Linked DNA regions of Anas platyrhynchos: region 2 is linked to region 1. A link is a contact called in public Hi-C data. All regions are on one chromosome and are shown on one strand. Each heading gives the region's core, a stretch centred on a gene start, on an enhancer-like site or on the middle of the called end of the contact. The rest is flanking DNA. Distances are from core to core; before and after follow the strand shown. Region 1 holds the start of NEURL1B (neuralized E3 ubiquitin protein ligase 1B). Region 2 overlaps NEURL1B (neuralized E3 ubiquitin protein ligase 1B).

Evidence for each region. A called contact is a pair of places that touch in the nucleus more often than the background predicts.
Region 2: a contact with region 1 is called in a Hi-C map of skeletal muscle, with 2.4 times the contacts expected there. The contact joins the enhancer-like site here to the promoter of NEURL1B in region 1. A contact is called at or near these places in 2 of 8 Hi-C or Micro-C datasets (skeletal muscle and subcutaneous adipose tissue).

Annotation. Positions count from the first base shown.
Region 1 is chr14:10,961,097-10,965,716 of IASCAAS_PekinDuck_T2T, forward strand. It overlaps NEURL1B (neuralized E3 ubiquitin protein ligase 1B), which reads left to right and starts at 3,189. Exons shown (of 5, transcript XM_038186493.2): 1 at 3,189-3,302. The coding sequence starts at 3,260.
Region 2 is chr14:11,079,990-11,084,787 of IASCAAS_PekinDuck_T2T, forward strand. NEURL1B (neuralized E3 ubiquitin protein ligase 1B) reads left to right here. Exons shown (of 5, transcript XM_038186493.2): 5 at 1-1,929. It overlaps SH3PXD2B (SH3 and PX domains 2B), which reads right to left. Exons shown (of 15, transcript XM_038186487.2): 15 at 3,611-4,798. Among named protein-coding and RNA genes, the nearest start is that of SH3PXD2B, 74 kb to the right of the region's middle. Within about 2 kb of position 2,647, at least 1 of the 8 cell types and tissues checked has an H3K27ac peak or open chromatin away from gene starts, as enhancers often do.

The DNA of each region.
Region 1 (4,620 bases), core at 1,939-4,438:
GGATATAAAACCAGTGAGTACTGGGAGATGTGGGGTTTTGTACCAGGTCTGCCACCAAGCAACCTCGATGGAAACATTATTCCTGCTGTTGCCCAGGGATGGGGTTCTCTGTCTGCAGTTTGGGGATCAAGATTTGCGGAGTGCTTTGAGATTTGCTAATAAAATTGTTAAGTAAGAAGCTAGGTGTTCATATTATTATTGCTGCAACTCTCAGAGTTTCAGGAAGGAAGACACTGAGTTTTCCAGGATTATATTGTGACAGAACCCAAAATATCTCCTTGCGGGGCAATGGGACAGGGAATTACAAGGGCTCCTTCACAACCACCGGTCAGTTCATGGACGCCTTAGGACAGGCAGCACAATTACAGTGTATGCAACCATATGGAGCTGCAGGGACTGGCCTGAGACCATGGATGTGCCCTGGGCAGTAGCTCCAGTGCTCTCCTTGTGTAAGGTCTACTCTCATTTCTGTTTGTTTGGCACATTGTGTTACTCTCCCAGTGCTTCCAGAGCAAGGGCTGATGGGGAGAGGAATATAAATGACATGTTTTGTTACTTGCTGAGCTAATTCGCTGTCCTGTTGCTCAGGGGTTGTGACCTTGTATAACCCATAGCCCCTGTTAGAGATCGCATCCTCCTGCTTCTGCAGCAGTGAAGACAAGGCTGGCCCAGCCCTGACCGGACCTACCCTGCAGAAGTGACTGTGTGTGTGAGTGATCTCTGAAGTCTTCTGTCTTGCTGGGAAAGCTGTGGGCTGCACCACGCAGCTGGAACAGCTGGCTGAGTCGTGGTGCAGATGCCGAGTCCCTAGAGCTGAGGTGTGACAGCTTATGGGAGCTAAAGCTTTCCTTTCTGAAGGCTTTTGGATCCAGTCCAATAACACATGCTGAGCGTTAGCACTGCCTGACAGCCGCTCGGTGGTCTCAGTATGAAATGAGCTGGTGAACCTCAGCTTGGTTCCCAACGGAGACAGATGTTCCTGTTTTAAAAAATCATTACCATGGTCATTGCTAGCCAGACTGCTTCTTGGCAACAGTAGAAAGTTCAGAGCTTGAACAAACACAGAAGAATGTAAAAAAGCCTTTCTACAGGTCAGGATCGATGCATTTTGGCTTCAAATCTGCTTGGGAAATCTGTACTCTTCATGATATGGTAACTGTGGAAAAAACCATTATGAAAATTTAGCCTGATCAGGTCTTCTTCCAGAGCAAAATACTCAGGAACAACATGGAATTTTGCGGGGGGTATTTTAGGCAGTGTGATGCTAGACAGCCCTTTGTCAGAGCTGCAGTATCACCTTCTGCTGACCAGCAGGCGAGGCTGTACCTCCTGGGAATCCTGTCCCTGGGCAGCGTTTCCATCCGTGATGGGAGCAATCAGTGGGTGCAAAGTGGGGACAGGCTGCAAGGCACATTCTAAGAAGGTTTCTGCTTCTGTCCTCAGAGTAGTGTTGCCAGGCTCCCTTCAGCCTGCCCTGAGTGCCTGCGAGTGTCCAGCTGAGGGCCGTGGAGTGGCTTGTCTGGGTTTCTCCTCCTCCTGGGGACAGCCTGGAGGCTGCTCCAGCAGGGATGGGAGCAGATGGAGATAAAAGGAGGCTGTTCTTATCCATCTGGAAATTCTTGCTGGGGCTGCAGGGGCTGAGATCCTGGCTACACTGCAGGAAACAAGATGGTTGAGTAATGGAGAGTGTTGAGCATGCCAACCACATGGCTCCAGGGCCCATTTCCCTGGCCTTGGGGTGATCACCTCGCAGTAGGCAATCCGGGGACTCACTGCTTCTGAATACAGGTTCCCATTGCACCTGCTTAGGGAGCTGCAACTTCCCTGTTATTAGAGGGCTGGGAAAGCTTCTCAGGGTGCTACTCACCCTCCTCAGGAATGAAAGCGTGTCTAAGTGCCTTTTGGGAACCAAGAGGGCAAGGCGTCTCCTCCCTTTTGCTTTGAGAAAGTCTGAGAACCAAGTGCCCTTTCGTTGCAACTGCTGCTGTTACTCAGGGCTCCAGGTCGCGTCCTGCCGCTAGCCCCGACTTGCCGGGGATGTCACAGGATCTGCTGCGAACACTCAGCAGTTCTGCATCATGCTGCTGCTGCTGGTAATATTTTTAGAAACCCAAACCACACGAATGACCCCAAACCTGGTGATGAGACGGCTACAACTGCCATGTGCGAGGATATCATCGACGGCTCCGGAGGCCGCTTTGGAAGTTGCTGAAGCACTCGAGATCTTGCTGTGCTGCTCCCACCTAATGGAGAAGATAAAAAATGCATTAGCAGATAGATAAGGAGCATCCGCATGTCCCAGACACCGCCAGGCTCACACTCAAGGAAGACATCCCTGCCTCAGCAGGGCTCTCATCGCGTAACTGTGCTATCTGATAAGGGGCACTGGGATGCTGGGGCACTGCGGAGGCTTTGCTGTTCCTCTTCTCCCGGACCCGGCCCTTTCCCTGGCTCGAGGCAGCAGTGTGCTCATCTATCTGCATGCCGTGTTCTCGCCGTGTCTTTCTTTTCCAGGGCAGGACACGTCTTTATCTACATCTAAGCAATTCAAAGCTGCTGGCATCCAGTAACCGTGATCTGGTTGCGGCTGTGAAAGAGGAACTTGGCACTGGGATAAATGGTGCCCCCCTGCTGCCATCTTCTCCATTCTCTCTGTTACCCCCAGGGGTGGCCAGGCTGCCGTGACAGCTCAAGAATCTCACACCTCCTGTTTTGCTCATTTACAGCTTCCACAACCCACATCGGCCCCATGGAAAACAGATGAGGAAATGGAGTAATGGGGGAACAGAGTGCCTGGGGGGGAGGACAGCAGGACTCATTTCTGCTATAAATCTGCCAGCTCGCCGTCACGAGAGCATGGCAGGGCACAGATTTGAGACAGGGGCACAAATCTTGGTCCTGTTGGAAGCTGCCATGCCAAAGCTTTTCCAGAACACAGCCCCAGCAGCGCACCTCGCTGCGGGCACGGGCAGCCCTCACCCCACACCCTCACAGCGCCGGGCGCCATGAGGCAGGTCCACGGCCCCGGGGGCGGGCCTGCGGGCAGGCACCCGGCCGCCTTCAGGCCGCTTCCAAGCCGCTCGTAGCCGCCCTGAGGCCGCCTCCCAGCCTCTCGCAGCCGATCCCGGGCGGCCCCAGCCCGGTGCGGCTCCTCCCGCAGGCTTGCGGTTGGCGGTGGCGGCCTCGGGGCGGGGCGGGCGCCAGCTTCGAACCGGCGGCGCGGCGCTGCCCGCCCGCCTCACAGCGCCCCGCTACCTCCATGGGGAACACCGAGTCCGTCCTGCGCGGTGCCGCCGGCCCCGGTAAGTGCGGGGACAGCTCTGCCTTCCCCCTCAGGCTGCCTTCGTCCCCGTTGTCCCCTTCCCTTCCCGTGCTGTCCCCCCTCGCTGCCATCATCCCAACCCTTTCGCCCCCTCAGCCGCCCGCCTAGCCGCGCTGACAGGCTGAAGGGGGTTTGGGGGGGAAGCCAACAAAAGTGCTGGCGTTGGGTTTTGCGGGTGGGTGGCAGTTTTGAGGTGTTTTAACGTGGTTTTGTGCCTGGCCTCCGTGTTCCCCCCCCCCCCCCAGCCGCCTGCTTGGTTGGCTGGGTTTGAAGGGAGCTGCTGGCGGAGCTCAGCCAACCCGCGCCAGGTGCCAAGGCTGCGACGTGCAAATAAATAACACGGGCTGGGGATGCCAAGGGAACAGGGAGCTCCCAGAGGCTGCCACCGCCGCTGCTGCCACCCTCCCGTAACGGCTTTCCGCAAGGCCGGGCTTGTTTCTCCTCAGTCTCTCCTTGGCTTCGAGCCCTTGGCATCTCGGTGCCGCTTCCCAGATGCTCGGGAGCTGCCACGGGCCATCGGGATGAAGCGTTGCCCTTCCTCACGCTCAGTGGGAAGGTGAGGAATGCGATCAAATTTTCAGGTGGTTTGATAGGGTTTAGTGGCTACTTTCAAAAAGTTGTCAGCGTTTGCTTTCGTTTTCTCTTCGTCTGGGGGAAAAGCAAAGCATCTTGTTGCTGGCAGCGTTCCCTAAACATGAGCAAGTCCCGCAGGACACGGTCTGCATGAGGGCAGAGCTGGGTGCTCCTGCCTCAGCGCCCTGTCAGGAGGTCGGGGACCCTCCGAGCTGTGCCAGGAGCCCCAAACCACGCTGCCCTCCTCTCTGGTGAGTGCCAAACACATCTGCAGAGATCCAGGTGATCTGCATTAAGTATGCTCACACTGATGCCAAGTGCTGCCCAGTGCAGGAGAAAAAGGCACTCCGAGCAATGCAGGCTGTGATTTTGGGGTATTTACTGCAGATTTAGGCACCTCGCTTCTGGAAATGGGTGAGTGCAGGCAGTGGGCAGAACAAGAGGAAAAAAAAAAGTGACTTTTGATCCTGGTTTCCTAGTCCTGTTGCTCACGTGTGCGGGGCAGTACTGAGTTCAGGTGTGTATGTACATTAAGGGAGGGCCTCTGCTGTTCTGCAGGGTGTTGCTGGCACCCGGGGATTAGGCAATGATTGTGTTCCTGGGGACTGCGTGCCCGGGGTGTAATGTTCTGCCCTAGCTGGTTCCCTTGTTTCTTGTATTTCTTTCTCCTGGGAGCTGCTCCTGCTGTGTTTGTTTTTTGGGGTAGTCAGTCACCATTAGGCTTA
Region 2 (4,798 bases), core at 1,397-3,896, 120 kb after region 1:
ACACCCAGGCACACCCCGGGGCTGCTGGGTGCACAGGGGCGTCCTGCTCCTGCCTGCCCCTTCTTGCTGTGGGTGCACCGCCGGCTGTCCTGCGCTGCTGGTGGTGCCAGGCTGCGTGGCTGCTCTCGGTCCCTGGCCCAGAGCCTCTCTTACCTCATGGGAAGCACACCCAGGGGAGCAGATAACCCGTCCCACGTCGAGCCGCAGCTGCTCGGAGGCTGGCCCAACGTGCCAGCTCGCAGGGCACGGAGAAAACTATTTTCCTTTTTTTTAAACTTGAAGAGCTAATTAGCATTTCCATTAAGTGTATAAATGAGAGGCTACTTTATAGAGTGAGAGCTCTCAGACACTGCCCTGCTGCATCAGCACGAGAGCCTGCTGGCTTTGCAGAGCCCTTTTTGGAAACGCGGCTCAGCGCTGGCCACGCAGCATCAGCATGTGCTGAGCCCCGGCAGAGCCATGGGCGCAGCGACCGCTGCACGTTCGCCTTTGCAAAACGCAGCGGTGAGTTTTCCAGCTTTCTGTCTTGCAGTTTTCCAGCAGCTGAAGCCTTGTGCCGAGCTTGATGCTGCCCGGCGTGGTCCTGCCCAGCCTCCGGTTGTAGATAAGGGCGCAGCCGTGGTCACCGGGCACAACGCCGGGTGCCGCGGTGGCAAATACGCAACTGCAGGGTGAATCCTGGCCAGGTGGGTTCGGCTGTGCCCGGCTGTGAGCGGGCTGCGGTGGGCAGTTTGGCCTGTCGAGGTGTTCAGGGAAAGCTGTCTGACTTCACAGTGAGCGACACTGGCTTGGAGCAAGCTGGGCTAACAAATGCCAGCCAGACCCCACGCCGCAGTCCCTGTTTTGGGGTGCCCTGTGCCATTCAGTGCCAGCCCCCAGCCACCTGCACCGCCTAAAGTGCAGAGCCCGCTCGCTTGGCTGACCCCTCAGGTCCCCAACAAGCAGGGCTGGCTGCACGCCTGGCTTTTTTCTCGGTGTAGCTCTTTTCTTTCAAGCTAGCACGGAGAAGCAGTGAAAGCACTCGCTCCAAGCTGGCAGCCAAGCTGATCAGGTCGCACAGGTTTACTTTGCGCTGTAGCAGCTGCGAGGGATTTCAGGGCACGGCACCCAGCAGGGCCAGCAAGGGAGCGAGCTCGCTGCGGGTGAGGATCCTCGCCGGGGCACTGAGCGTGGCCGAGCAGCGGTGGCTGAGGCGCCCTGCCTGCCCGAGGGCGACAGGGATGTTCCAAAATGGGCGCAGAGGCCTCTTAAAAATGATTTCCAGGAAAAGGTAGCCTCTTACAGATTTAACCGTTCGTACTCGTATTGCTATTTTTTTTAACCAGTCCGATGAGATATGATTTGTACAGAAGATCTGTTTGTGCCTTATAAGGGTGTCTGTGCACTTTTTATCCTTTCTAAAGCGACTTTTAAAAAAAAAAAAAAGAAAAATGGGGAGAAAATATCACAGATCAATGGTAGTTTTATAGATTTTTTTTGTGTGTGTTCATCGAGAATCCTGCTTTATATATATATATAAACGTATATATATAAATTTAGGAGTGAAAAAAGTGTTTATTCCTATGGATTCCCACCCGCTCCCATTTGTTTAAAAAAAAAAAAGAAGAGAGAAAGCAAAAGCGGAGTAAGGGGAGCCCTTTGACCTTGCCCCTTTCCAAGCCAGTTACTCTCTTGGTGTTACCTTCACGAGTCCATGCTGTGACCTGGACATCACGGCGAAGCTGAAGCCTCTGCGTCAGGCTTGCCGAGCAAATCATCGGGGGACCGGGGTGGGGGTGGGTCGCACGAGGGAGGGAGCTGCACTTCTACATGTCAGTACTCTATAGCGTTGTGTTCAGTGCTGTGTGTGTTTTATTTTTGTCCATTTACCTGTTTTACATTAATATAATTTTACTTGTTTATGAAACAAATAAAATTTTGGCTTGTAAAGAGGGCTCCTTGACGCTTAAAAGTGACCAGAAGGCTGAGCAAAAGCTTTTCCTCCAAACTGGGCTAAGCTGGAGGCTTGGGGATGCTGCCCACGCCCTGCCCCTGCAGGCAGCCCTGCTCCAGGACATTTAAATACCTTGCAGGAGCTTTGCTTTGCTCCACAGAGGTCCCTGCACAGCGGCTGCTCCGTCCCTTGAAGGTTCACTTAACCTTGCAAGCCCTTGAAAACTTGGCAGCCCCTACAGTAAAAAGCAAGGTGCATTTTTGGGGCTATTGAGGTAGGAAGGGGCACCTGCTCCAGCCACTTGCAGCTCTGTTCAGGGAGGGGGCCATGTATCGGGGCAGGAGGGCTGCTGGACTCATTATTTTTTTTTATCCCATCCCCTGGAGCTGCCTGGCTCTTTATTTAACAAGCCGAGGTCGACGGCAGGCTGTGCTGTAAACTGTTTATATTCTGAAATGTGGCCGGTTGAAGCCAGACACCAGTCAAGTCACCTCAGATGCGGTTTGAAGCGGAGGAGAAGAATTCATTCATAACTCTGCCCTGGCAGGAGCGCAGCCACGCTGACGTGTTTGCGCTAAGCCCCACGCAAGCTGCAGGTGGTGAAGGAGCCCGACAAGGGCTATTTATGGCCAAACACCCGGCTATGGGCTGTGTGGCCCAGCTGTACCCAGCGGGCTGATGCTCCCGAGCTGCCACCAGCCTCACGCTGCAGGGTTCAGGCAGCATTTGGCATCGGAGCAATGCACCCCTGGGGTGAGTTTGCAGGACCACTGCCTGCTCCCATCACCTGCACCCGCAGCCACCAGCCTGGGCACGGTGACACACGTCCCATGTGCCACAGACCAGTTCTGGTTAGGGCTCTGCCTCGTGGGGAGCCACAGCAGCACTGAGCATTGGGACGCATCCAGCCCCGCACGGTGCCAGGAGCGGCGAGCCCCAGCAGGGTGGGAGCAGCGCGGCACCGCTCCCTGCCCCTCGGGCTGGGGACAGGCCCCGTGCACGGTGCTGCAACACCCCAGGTTATGGCACCGGCTCTGAATTTCTCCTCCATTCATTCCTGCTGTGTGGTGGCTCCGTGCAGCAAGCGGGCCCTGGGCTGTCGGGGTGCCAGCCACAAAGTGTGGGCTCCCAGCCCGGGGCACGTGCTGCAGGCAGGTGAGCAAACAGCAGCTGGAGAGATCGGCCCTGGTGCTGCAGGTAATTCAGCAGGCACGGGGCCATCGCCTGCTGCCTGCACAGCCCTGCCCGAGCTCCTTGCAGCCCTGCGCAGGATGGGGACCTGGGGCACAGCTGTGAGGGGGGAGCTGGGTTATTTCCGACCAGGGCCTGTAAGACCAAAATCCATCCTCAGGGCTCCTTCATGTCACTGCCTGTGACAAGCAGCAGCTCTTTGTGTGTGCTGTGCCCCCCCTGAGCAGCCCCCTGCCCTGTTATCCAGCCACATTTCACACCTCCAGGACGCTTTGCCCAGGTCCCTGCGTGGAGCTGCCACCGCCTGGACAGGGAGCAGCTCAGCCCAGACACACGCCAGCCAGGGGTTCACAAGGTGCTTGAAACCAGTCAAGCCATTTCTTTTATTTCTTAAAAAAAACAACAGACGAAAAATTAAAAAAAAAGAAACAAACACAAACCACAAAAAAAAAAAAATCAAAAACAAAACCCCCAACCTCCCCCCCCCCCAACGAATTAAAAATAAAAACCAGAACGCAACCCCTACTGGTGAAAGTACAGATACGGCATTTACACGGCTACATCTATCTTCCGCTGCCACCCCCGCCCGCCCACAGCAATGTCGATTTCTACGCGCTTACACAACACAGCGAGACACAGACAAACAGAACGGCTTCGGGAGCATGTGAGGTGGCACGGGGGGCCCCCAACCCTCCTCTGCCCCCCGCCGTGGTGATGCCCCCGCCTCGGGCTGTGCTGGTGCTGGGCGAGGAGGAAGCTCGGGCTCGGACCACGGCGGTGCTCAGGGCCCCAAGCATCCCAGGCCACCCTCCTCCTTCTCCTCCTCCTCACGAGGTAGTCAGGAGAAGGCGAGGAGACGCGGTCTGCGTGGCCACCAAGCACGTGTCCCCCGTCGGGTGTGGGTTTTCCAGTCCCTTTGCAGACAGGGGGGCAGAAGGAGGGGTAAGGCTCCCGGTGTTGGCACCCTGTGTGGGTGAGTGACCGTGCTGGCACGCACCCTGCCTCCTGGGAAGCTCTTTGGGAACAAGGGACCGATGCTGCCACGTGCCCGCTGAGCCAAATACAGTACTTGTGTCAGCAAAATGAAGCGCTACCAGTTCTGAGGCTCGGTCTGGGAGGAAAGCAGAAATAGCCCTCATTTAGCACGGAAGCAACAGAAAGAGCATTGTTCCCTACGAGGAAAAATGGGATCAGAGAGGTCTGTGAGGCAGAGAAAGGAGAAAGCCTTCCGAGCCTAAAAGGACATTCAGCACCGAGAGCGAGGATGCAGCGCCATGGGAAACGGGCACCCCGCCACCCCCTGCGTGACTGCCAGCAGCCAGAGCGGGTGGGGGGACACAGCTCCTCCTGCCCCCTCCCCAAGCACAGTGGGGCTGCACCTGGCTGCTGGGCAGCGCTGCCCTAACTGGCCTGTCCCCTGTCCATTTCCACGGCAGGAGAGTTTTCATGGAGCAAGGGATGTGCGGAGACAAGGCAGTGTTGTTCCCTGCAGCTCTCCCGGGAGCACATCAACACCTCTCGATGTGCCACGCACGCAGCTGGGTTACTGGGTTGGGTTGCAGCTGTATTGCTTATTGCCAGCTCAGGTGAGTCAGCCCGATCAGAGGCTGATGTGTGATCAGAGAAACCTGGGGGTGGCAGGGAGAGGAACCAGCCAGAGATCGGGGTGCATGA